Regions from separate parts of the Zea mays genome. Here region 1 is linked to region 2. A link is a contact called in public Hi-C data. All regions are on one chromosome and are shown on one strand. The core of a region is the stretch at or near the end of the contact, and the rest is flanking DNA. Distances in the headings are between cores, read along the strand shown.

Region 1 (5,593 bases), core at 390-2,889, 180 kb before region 2:
CATATTGAGTCGCCCTCAGTGTCTTTATATCAGTTTGAAGGAAAAGTAAGTTCTGTTTTTTTGCCATTGCCTGTTCAGGTTCATATGGTGTTTTTATTTGGTTGTGCAGGGGAAAGATCCTTGAGGTGCTAAAACTGGCTAGAGAGGAGCATTCAAGTTACAGTGTTTACCGATGGTGAACGTATTTTGGGCTTGGAGATATTGGATGCCAGGTATGGTAGCATCTTGTTCTAGGTGTATTGAGCATTGATGACAAGCAATCTCCCAGGCTTTCTATTGATTAAGATAACATCTATTTAGGGAGTGGGGATTCCTGTCAACAAACATTCTGTAGTTTGTCGTGTGCTGTCAAGGCATGCATATAGCTAGGTTAGGACTTCGTTGTCAAAGATAACAAGTAATTTATGTTGGGTTTAAATTTTGAGTATCCGACATATAAATCACAAGTACATAATGGATTCAACAGTGTGTGTGATATCGTGGTATATTTATAATGTTGTTTCATGGGGGCGCCACTGCCGTTGGGTAAGTTTTATAATCACACTAACCTTGGACAGTAATATTTTCTGAAAGAATTAGCTTCCCACAAAATAATCACCAAGTTGAATAGGGGTCTGCTAGCTTGGCCCCCTAATCTCTATATAGCGCTACACTGACTATTTGAGTAATCCGTCATGCAGGGTCTACAATAATCGAGCATTACTTACAGTCGCAACTACAACGTTTCAGACTTCCTGCCGTGTGATAACCAAGTTCCTTTGAATATTGTGTCAACTACTAGGGCATGTTAGAATTGCTTGCGTGTGTGCTTTTCCATTGTTCAGGCAACATAAAGCTTGAGACCATTTATTTAGTCTATGCTGATGAGTTCGACTGCTAATTAGCACGCCTTTCAGTCAAAAGCAGCATGTGTATTGTATAACTGTAAATATTGTCTTGATTTCAACAAACTTGTTTTTTGTGCTAGAACTTTATTTCACGAACTTCATATGATAGACCCTACTGTAGAGTATTTCTTTCTCTTCTTATTTCCCATTATTTTTATCACTTCTCTTTCAACAAGAATTTTCTTTCTTATTTTATTTTATTTTATGTAGAAGTGTAGAACCATATAGTCTCTTTGGCTAATTTAATGTGGTTTTGTTATCTGAAAATCTGAACTAATATATTTATCCCATCTTTAAAAGTGGTATTTTGAATTATTAGATCGACATGTTAACAACTGGGTGGGGGTATTTTATCTACTATCTTTACTACTATAATGCACTACTTTTAATAGTTCCAGTCGTGGTTTTTGTGTGTCGCGCCCCCACCCGCTCGCTTGTTCTCCACGCTTCGCTATCCAGAAGCATCCGCCCGCTCTCTGACATCTACAAACACTATCCTGAGCATTACATATCTTTTTGAACTGATTTAGTTGTGCATTACCATTTTATTTAATATTTTGTATGCCGTCGCAACGCACGGGCACCTACCTAGTTTATATATATAATAAACAATAATCAAGTCGAATGTGTCATGCCTGGCCTAAGTAGTAGGAAACAATGGGCCGGCCCGGTCCACTGGAGGCAGCAGCAGTCCAGCAGTCGGCAGTGCGAGACGATAGATAAGGACTACTCCCCACAGCAGCTGAAAACCAAAGAAACCGTTGGCGGACGCCCACCAACCAAAAAAAAAAAAAACCCACGCCTTTCCTCCCCGCCGGGGCTCTCCACTCTCGCTCCAACGCCGACGGAGAAGCCGCAGCTCTGCTCCCTCGCTCTCTCTTCCGGGAGCGCGTGGCTCTATTCCATTCGCGCCCGCTCGGCTGACAACGGAGGTACGTCCCCAGACGGCTACCCCTTCTGTCCTGCCTGCGTTTCCCGAGCGGCGGATAGTAGTCGGGGCTAGGTTTCTGGCCTGCCTCACCGTCCCGAATGGGCTTCCGGACGCGTAATACGGGTAGGGTTTGCGCCCGCGGCCTCGGCCTTTGATTTGGGTTTAACTTTCACCCCATTTCGGGCTTGGGATTGCCTGCGCGCGCCTGCATGCCGTTCTCCTGTTTCCACCTGCGCTGTGCGTGAAATGTTGAAATCAGCCACGGCTGGAGGCTGTCTGGGTTCGGGAGCCTTTTACTGGAGCAGATAGTCGCCTTGGTTCGGGAGCCTTGGAATCAGCCACGGCTGGAGGCTGTCTGGCTCAAGACCAACTTCGAGGTTAGGCCATGTGGTATTTGGTTGCTGGGTACCGTTTCGGTGGTCACTGTTCATGTTTCCGGTGTGTTGTAAATAATACCACATTGTGTGTTGTGGCTGTACATGGATGATTTATATGGTTGAGAGTGCAACCTTCTAATGTGCTAGCTTTTTGGAGAGTGTTGGTCAAACAGACCTAAAGCCCACTTATATGCGTTTGGACGTGTGTGTCGTGGCCCGACGGCTTGGATTGGCGTGCCTTGTGTGCGGGTGACTCAACGGGTACACCATGTGTTGGTGGGTCGGGTTCCAACAATTGGTATCAAAGCCAGGTTGGCCTAGTGTATCTCAGACAAATCTCGGCTCACAATGTGTGAGGGAAAGATTGTTAGAAATAGTCTCACATTGTGTGGTATCGGTGGGCAAGCATGGTTTTATGGTTGAAGGTGCAATCCCCTAATGGGCTAGCTTTTTGGAGGGAGTGGTGGCCCAACGGTCCTAAAACCCACTACTATGCGTTCGGGTCACAACACACGCGCCCGAACGCACAACAGTGGGCTTTAGGTCTGTTGGACCAACACTCCCCCAAAAAGTTAGGCCATTAGGGATTGCACCCTCAAACTTATAAATCATGCTTGGCCACCCACAACAAACAATGTGGGACTATTCCCAACAATCTGTCGTAGTAAGGTGCGAAGAATGCTAATGAACTCACTAACAATGGCCTTCCTATACATTTGTGTTAGTAATGTGTAAGACTAAGACAAATTGGCAATTGGCTCCATCGAGCTGAATGCGTCCCACTGTGTCTTCTCTTTTGTACCTGTACTTTTAAGGTTGGTATCCTTTCCATGTGCATCATGTGATTATCAGTACTTGCAACTCTCCTTAGTTGAAATTGATTATTCTGTGTGTTCAGTTTCCTCACATATTATGCTCTCATGTCAGATCTCTCCTTTTGTTTTACTGTGATTGTTCATTTATCCACGCTTTTTCTAAAGATGTCATTCATGCTTTATTGTTGACCTGATATTTTTTACTCATGCATCTCAGCTGTAGGTTAACCTGGTAAACCAATTACCTTGAAGCTGAACTGTGCCGTTGAAGCCAAAATTTATTACGTGAGTCTAGATTGCAAAAAATAGGCGCCACTCATTGATCTGATGCCAAATGAGATAATTGTGGCATACCCTGATTTCTTCTACAGGATAAAATTTTGATCCTTTCATTTGTTGGACATTGGATCAACTGGTGCTGTTATACATAGAAAGGAGTTCATTGTAATTTCTCATCTATATTTAGTGGTGCCATAATCATTTTTCCACTGGTGTTCGGCAATAATGTCGGAGAGCGAGTTAGCAGTAATAAAACCAGAGGTACAATCCCCTGCAGCCCCCCTCTCCGGTAATTAGAGGGAAGCAATTACTTTTCCAATCTTATGCGGTTCAATTCAGCCTGTCTTGAGCTTATTGGTGGTGAACTATAACAGGCGTTAAAGACTTATATCTGGCTTCAGTGCTTTGATGGTTCCATTCAGCAAGTGGAGGAGGAGGTTGCAATGTTCTGCCCCATGATATGTCGTGAAATTGTGAAAAATGGCACAGGGTCGTCCAAAAATCATGCTATTGCGCTCCCTGAAAGAGTTAATCCAGCCAGTTTGAGTTTGATTCTTGACTACTGCCGGTTTCATCAGGTTACTGGGCGCTCAAACAAGGTATGCTACAATTTTAAATTTTCCAGTATATTTCACCTGTTGAGTTTACGTAGGTTCCAATAATCTTAGTAGTTTTTCCCTTATATGTGCTATGCAGGAGCGGAAGTCCTTTGATGAAAAATTTGTTAGGATAGAAACAGAAAGACTCTGCGAATTGACTTCTGCAGCTGACAGTCTACAGCTAAAGCCACTTGTTGATCTTACTAGTCGAGCTCTTGCTCGAATTATTGAAGGAAAGACACCTGAGGAAATCCGTGACATTTTCCACTTACCAGATGACTTAACAGAGGTTAGAGTGCCTTCTATAGCTTTAGATGTGAAATCATTAAATACTTACTGTCAAAACTTACATGCCCTCAGGAAGAGAAGTTGGAGCCCCTAAAAAATGTAAATGATGATCCTAGGATTCGCCTATTGAACCGGTTGTACGCGAAGAAGCGGAAAGAGCTCCAGGAGCGCCAGAAGCTGAAGGTAACTATGATGGACTGTACATGTTGTGTTTGGCAACATTCATTTTCCGACTTCATTCAGTCATGCTCACTGTATTTCAGGATGTACAAGTACAAAAGGAGGAAAAAGATGAGAGATCTTTGGATGAGTTACTTTGTTTTATTAATGGGGATGGAGGTATAACTACAGTGAGTTATATTGACTATATGACTTATGTTATTCTGTTCACTGTTTGTTTCTGAAACTCTTTAGATGACTTAAATCTGATGTTTTACTGAGGCCAGATATTGGTCAATTTTACTCCCTAAGATTCTGTTCTTTTGAAGTATTGACTATCTGTTACCTTGGTTCTTGGTTGATTTTCATCATTGTTTCATGTTCAACCAAAGTCTAAAGGCTGAAACATTTGCTTAATTAGTGTTTTGTTTAAATAAAAACATTCTTAGGCTCCATATAAACCATTTGACAGGTTCAGGAGGTGGGGAAAGTAGTACCAAGAGTAAGAAAAAGAATAAAAGAAGGAAGGATCATGCTAAGAACCCCGCAAAAGCTGACTCTGAGTCTGTAAATGTGGTTAGGTTTCCTGACTGTTTCCCCTGCTGTGTATTCCATATAGGATATGTATTTCTTACATGATCTATCTGGGGAGTTTAGGAGGGAGCTGCTTGTGTGGTTCCGTGCAAAGTGGATAGCAGTAATGTTTCTAGACTTCCATGCCAAAGTCCAGATATGCAAGATGATGTCGAGTACCCCTTTGAAGATGCTGACCTCGATGATGGACTTGATCCTGCAATGAAAGAAGAGCTTGATAGGTGAGGATATGAGATATCTCATTGTTGTTTCAATTTTTTTTTGGAAGTGAACTTTTTAGTCGGCTTTATTCTGTGCCTGCTAGTCTGTTTCTTAATTCACAAAACATGTAGTTGCTGTAATGATTAGTCTTAGAGGTTTCTATACTTATAGATATGAAGAACTTAAGTCGAGGTCAGAATTGTTGCTTAATATTGTGCCAAATACCACAACCCATGACACTCAATTTCAATTTTATTTGTATTGCGGCATGTGGTCATTCTTTAATCTAGGCATAGTGCAGTAGTGCTGTGGCCTGAAATAAATGCCAAAGTCTGTTTTTAACATGCAGAGAAGTTGAGGACTTTGCGAGGAGGTTGAATTCAGTTTGGAGCGAGTCACATATTGGTGGTAATGGTTCTGTGCAGAGATTTCCTGGTATGTTTTTCCATATATAATTTGCTTA
Region 2 (5,534 bases), core at 316-2,815:
ACGGTGACTGAATGTGAAGCAGCCTATTCTAGTCCTGGAGATCTCCCTCCTCCTCGTCCTCGTACTCGCCCTCCTCGTCGGCGGTGGCGTCCTGGTACTGCTGGTACTCGGACACGAGGTCGTTCATGTTGCTCTCGGCCTCGGTGAACTCCATCTCGTCCATGCCCTCCCCCGTGTACCAGTGCAAGAAGGCCTTCCTGCGGAACATGGCGGTGAACTGCTCGCTCACGCGCCGGAACATCTCCTGGATGGAGGTGGAGTTGCCGATGAAGGTGGACGCCATCTTCAGCCCCGTGGGCGGGATGTCGCACACCGTCGACTTGACGTTGTTGGGGATCCACTCCACGAAGTAGGAGGAGTTCTTGTTCTGCACGTTCAGCATCTGCTCGTCCACCTCCTTGGTGCTCATCTTGCCGCGGAACATGGCGGACGCCGTCAGGTACCGGCCGTGGCGCGGGTCCGCGGCGCACATCATGTTCTTGGCGTCCCACATCTGCTGGGTAAGCTCCGGCACCGTCAGGGCGCGGTACTGCTGGGAGCCCCTGGAGGTGAGCGGCGCGAACCCCACCATGAAGAAGTGCAGGCGCGGGAACGGGATCAGGTTGACGGCCAGCTTGCGGAGGTCCGAGTTGAGCTGCCCCGGGAAGCGGAGGCAGCAGGTGACGCCGCTCATGGTGGCGGAGATGAGGTGGTTGAGGTCGCCGAAGCTGGGTGTGGTGAGCTTGAGCGTGCGGAAGCAGATGTCGTAGAGCGCCTCGTTGTCGAGCACCATGCACTCGTCGGCGTTCTCCACCAGTTGGTGGACGGACAGCGTCGCGTTGTAGGGCTCCACCACGGTGTCGGAGACCTTGGGCGACGGGAACACGGAGAAGGTGAGCATCATACGGTCGGGGTACTCCTCGCGGATCTTGGAGATGAGCAGCGTGCCCATGCCGGAGCCGGTGCCGCCGCCGAGAGAGTGGCAGACCTGGAAGCCTGACAGGCGGGCATAAGATCCCAGTCAGCAAACCAAGCAACCTTGCAGAAATGGAAGACGAGACGAGACAAGCAAATAACCAACCAACCTTGCAGGCAGTCGCAGTTCTCGGCCTCCTTTCGCACCACGTCGAGCACGGAGTCGATGAGCTCGGCTCCCTCGGTGTAGTGGCCCTTGGCCCAGTTGTTCCCGGCCCCGGACTGACCGAAGACGAAGTTGTCGGGGCGGAAGATGTGGCCGTAGGGACCGGAGCGCACGGAGTCCATGGTGCCGGGCTCTAGGTCCATGAGCACGGCGCGGGGCACGAAGCGGCCGCACGAGGCCTCGTTGTAGTAGACGTTGACGCGCTCAAGCTGCAGGTCGGAGTCGCCGCCGTAGCGGCCGGTGGCGTCGATGCCGTGCTCCGCGCACACCACCTCCCAGAACTTGGCACCGATCTGGTTGCCGCACTGGCCGCCCTGGATGTGGAGGATCTCCCTCATGGCGGCAGGACGATTGTTGCTGAGGATTCGAAAATTCGAGGGCGGCGGCGGCGTGGAAGAGAGAAGGAACAGATCTGGGCGTCGGTGGAGTGTTAGGGTTTGTGGGGAGGGGTTTGCCTTTGCCTTTGCCTTTGCTTTATACTACCAGTAGTAGTAACGGCAGGCAAGCAAGTGCGCGACGGGAGGGAGGGGAAAATACGGCGTCCCGTCAACGGAGGAGCGGAGAGCGAATTTGAATTTTGAAATTTTGGAGTGGAGAACGGCGGAGTGCCTGGGACAGTGAGCCTGGACGCCTGGTCCCCTCTAACGGTCGGGTCGGTGTAGATGGATTGGGCTGGACCTGGCTGACTGGGCTCGCAGCGTCCATTTTCCAGGGACTGTTGAGTGGCCGGGCCTTATTGCGTGAGATACCTTTTCGTTTTCTCCAAAAACAATCCCAATGGCCCGGCCTGGTGGTACTGGCCCACTAGCGCACAACCGGCTCTTACTGATTTTTTTTTTGTGTCTTCTACGTAGGCCTTGCTGGGGGCGAAATCGAACGCAGGAAGCTTGGCGACGGAAGAGCTCCAGCGAGTTTGAAGAACTGTCGCGCGTAGCTCGGGTGAGTGCGTAGGGGCGAAGTGAATGGACTTGAAGAGGAGGGAGGGGGTCGGGACTGTTGAGAACTACGTTACCACGGATCACCACATCCGTTTCCTTCCCTCCCGTCAGCAGTAGAGGCGCGAGAAGTTGTAGATAACCCGTCTTCTTTCCCATAAACACGACAGAGGAAACACACGAGACACTGGATATAGGGTTGGGCCTCTGGCCTTTTTCTGATCTCTGTAATATGAGGGGGTGTACAGGTTCCTTATATAGAGATGTGAGACCCCTCAGGGGCAAAGCAGGTATTTGCCCACATAACCCTAACTAGGGTTACTTAACACTCCCCCTTGGGCGAATACCGCGACCAACACATGCCTCGTTAAAACTCCAAAAAACCCAGTGGGAAAATGTGGAGAAAGAGTGCATGGTGATATAAATTGCATTTGCACTTTGTTGCCTCGTTAAAAACATCATGTGAGAAACTTGAAGAAAACTCACCAAAGGAAAAAGAGTACAACAGCTGTCATCGTGACAGATTTCGATCCGTTGGGATCTAGATTCTATCGAATCTTCTACAAGGGCTAACTTTAGAAATGTGCTCCCCTGATCCTTGCAAAATCGTATCAATAAGGCAAAACATATTCTTCTGGAAGTATATGCACATAAAGATTCAGCAAACGGATTGCATATCCTTGCAAGGTCTATTTCAGGAACTTTACCTCTACTCACTTCTAGGATATACGAGGTAAGTGCACGTATCAATATAAATAAGCCACTTTGACTGATGGTGTTCGATCGACTGGATCTATATATTTGATAGAAAGTTCCATAAAGGTTTACATATTGATCATCAAGCTCACGCCTTCAGGGCATAGAATATGACATTTATTGTCTCACGATTGTGATCAATATAAGCATTCGCTCCCCCTAACGATGACATCTGTCAAAGTCGTTACCCCTCATAACTCAAGTATATTCTTCAAGATATATGTCCCATTGTTCATCTAGAATAACGAGAATGAATGAGGTTGGGGTGCTATCATTTTCTATCTTACACCATAATTTATACATAGTTGTGCAAAGCAAGTAGCATGTCCTTCTATAGGACTTTAGGGGATAATATAGTTGCAATAGTACATATTCTAAATATGACACATCGCTCCAGGCGTTCATCCATTGCAACATCTATGATGGTGTAACAAAAGTCCATCAAAGATCGTAATCCATTAGTGATTTTTCATCGATTAGATACATCGTTATAGTCTGTCATTCTGGCACAATGGGGATATTTTGCCAGTAACACCTAAACCTTATAGGTTTCTGCCATCGGGGCTTTAGAGGATACCGTAATTCCACATCAAGTGGAAAATACCATGAGTAAAACTCGTGGAATGCACATGTGCTTATTCGGTGAACTTCAAGTCCTTTGGTACCTCATCTTATTCCTTTTCGGGTCTGTATGGGTCTTTATCCCTTTATAGGGATTATCAAACTTTGGTGTTTAACACAGACTTTATGTCTTCTGGAAAGGTTCCATCTAGGAACTATAATCTCAAATAGGAGATATTCTCTCTACATAGGAGAGTGTTCATTCGTCGGGAATGTATTATTCGGTACTAGATTTATATGTTGCATATTTATAATTTAAAGATATGAGTCCTCCTAGGATCTCATGACGGATCTTCAGAATCCTATTAACTGCATATTTTAATTCATGTCATTTGCCAGATATATTACATAGCGGAACAGTGTTTATTCAACACATACGTGGGATGGGTCTCTCACAAGACCACTTGAACCATCGCATTCACCACACATTATTTCAATAGTGCCCATAAATGTTCGAACTTCAAGCTCGTGACTTTCATTTTGCGATTATTGGTTCAGCCTCGATTGCATTTATCAATGACCCGATAAGAGAGCTTAAAGCACTCATGCCTAGGACTTTGTTTTGGATCCGTTTGCAATCTAGAGAGGCAAGATAGATGTCGACACATTTGTCTCCCACATTTAATAATGATCTTCGCCGTTTCCCAAAAACAAAAGATTCATTGTTCCGTATTCCCAGCACAATGATATTGCGCGCATTGCTAGGAACTTCATCATTAAGATGAACCTCTTCGTGAGGCAAATCACCATCAGGGTGAATTAATCGAAGGAGAGTTATCACAGACCACGTGAATCTGCAATCAGAACATATGCTTTGACTAAGGCCGATGGATCATATCCGCAGGCGTCCCCGCAGAACAGATCAAATGCCAATAAGTCAAATGTGGATATGATATTAATCCCGGGTATATCCACATCTACATCAGGTAGAAGCATTCAAACCAATATGGTTACTCCTCAACGATTTCTGGCAAACTCCATATACACAGGAGTACACTCCGAACGACGGGTTCAGTTTGGCTTTTGTGCGTTTAATAGAATATTGAGGCATTACACTATATGGACATTCCTCCCCCTAATGCCGAGATGTTCTAAAAGCATACAGATAATATCCCCAACCATAATCATCCAGTTGTGGCCATTGTATGCTATTGTGGTGATTTATTTGGGAAATCTTACGCACATTACAAATAGGGGTTTTATGCAGTGAGCTTTGGACTTAGATTAGAGTAGTGGCATGAATACTACATATTTGTCCTTCAACATGAAGGGTTAGTCTCAACATCCAGCGAGACACGCAACAAGTTGCTTCATGGTTACAATTCTGCAAACTTATTGTTATTATTACCAAATGCACAGTCAATCATTAAGATTTAGACTAACATGCACAACACTTATTTAATCCATAAGGCATCTTCATGGGCTCATGAATACCATTCGTCGTTTTGAGCCATTAGTTGACTTCAGATCAACAAGTAAAATGACCATCAGGGTCTAACGCTCACAAAGACATTCACTGGTTGTATTGTGCTTTGAGGCACATAGGAAAAATGTGTGTGCTTATATTGGTAGTAAAGTGCACGGCATCAGGCCAATGCTGCCAAGCAAAGATTTTTATATGCAGAGATGTATAGTCCAGCTCATTTTATTATTGCCCATGGTTTACCCAATTACTCATACCGTTCTGAAATTGGGTATCGATTTATGCAACATTTTTAGGTATTATAATTTTGAGAGAGAATTTATAACAATAGTTAATAAATTGTGATGCTGCCAGCAAGGCAAACATTTCTCCTCATATTATATACCAATTTGTTCTATATAGCATTATTTCGATCTCTTTATTGTTCAGCAAAAAGAGAAGCTTTGGAATAGAACAGACAGGGCCAAGAATTCATTTTATCTGGGAAAATCACCATATAACTAGCTTTTGATGAAGCAAATGATGATAACTGCTTGGCAAGAATGAAAATAGGACTGGTGTCCGCCAGGATCCATCTTCAACAACAGATATTACTGCTCTCATACGAAGAAATCATCAGGAGTAGAGAGGATACAATAGGTCTCTACAAGATCTTCATATTTCTATCACAAATTACCAT

What was found. Hi-C and Micro-C count contacts between places; a contact is called where the count stands out from the background.
Region 1: a contact with region 2 is called in a Hi-C map of ear, with 2.5 times the contacts expected there. The contact joins the promoter of LOC100281615 here to the promoter of LOC100273658 in region 2. A contact is called at or near these places in 2 of 25 Hi-C or Micro-C datasets (ear and endosperm).

The regions. Positions count from the first base shown.
Region 1 is chr1:2,276,227-2,281,819 of Zm-B73-REFERENCE-NAM-5.0, reverse strand. It overlaps LOC100281615, which reads left to right and starts at 1,639. Exons shown (of 11, transcript NM_001411839.1): 1 at 1,639-1,819; 2 at 3,228-3,295; 3 at 3,382-3,578; 4 at 3,664-3,888; 5 at 3,986-4,177; 6 at 4,249-4,359; 7 at 4,440-4,515; 8 at 4,808-4,911; 9 at 4,993-5,150; 10 at 5,480-5,565. The coding sequence starts at 3,733.
Region 2 is chr1:2,091,572-2,097,105 of Zm-B73-REFERENCE-NAM-5.0, reverse strand. LOC100273658 (beta tubulin1) reads right to left here and starts at 1,565. Exons shown (of 2, transcript NM_001348079.1): 1 at 1,065-1,565; 2 at 1-975. The coding sequence starts at 1,458. The coding sequence ends at 29.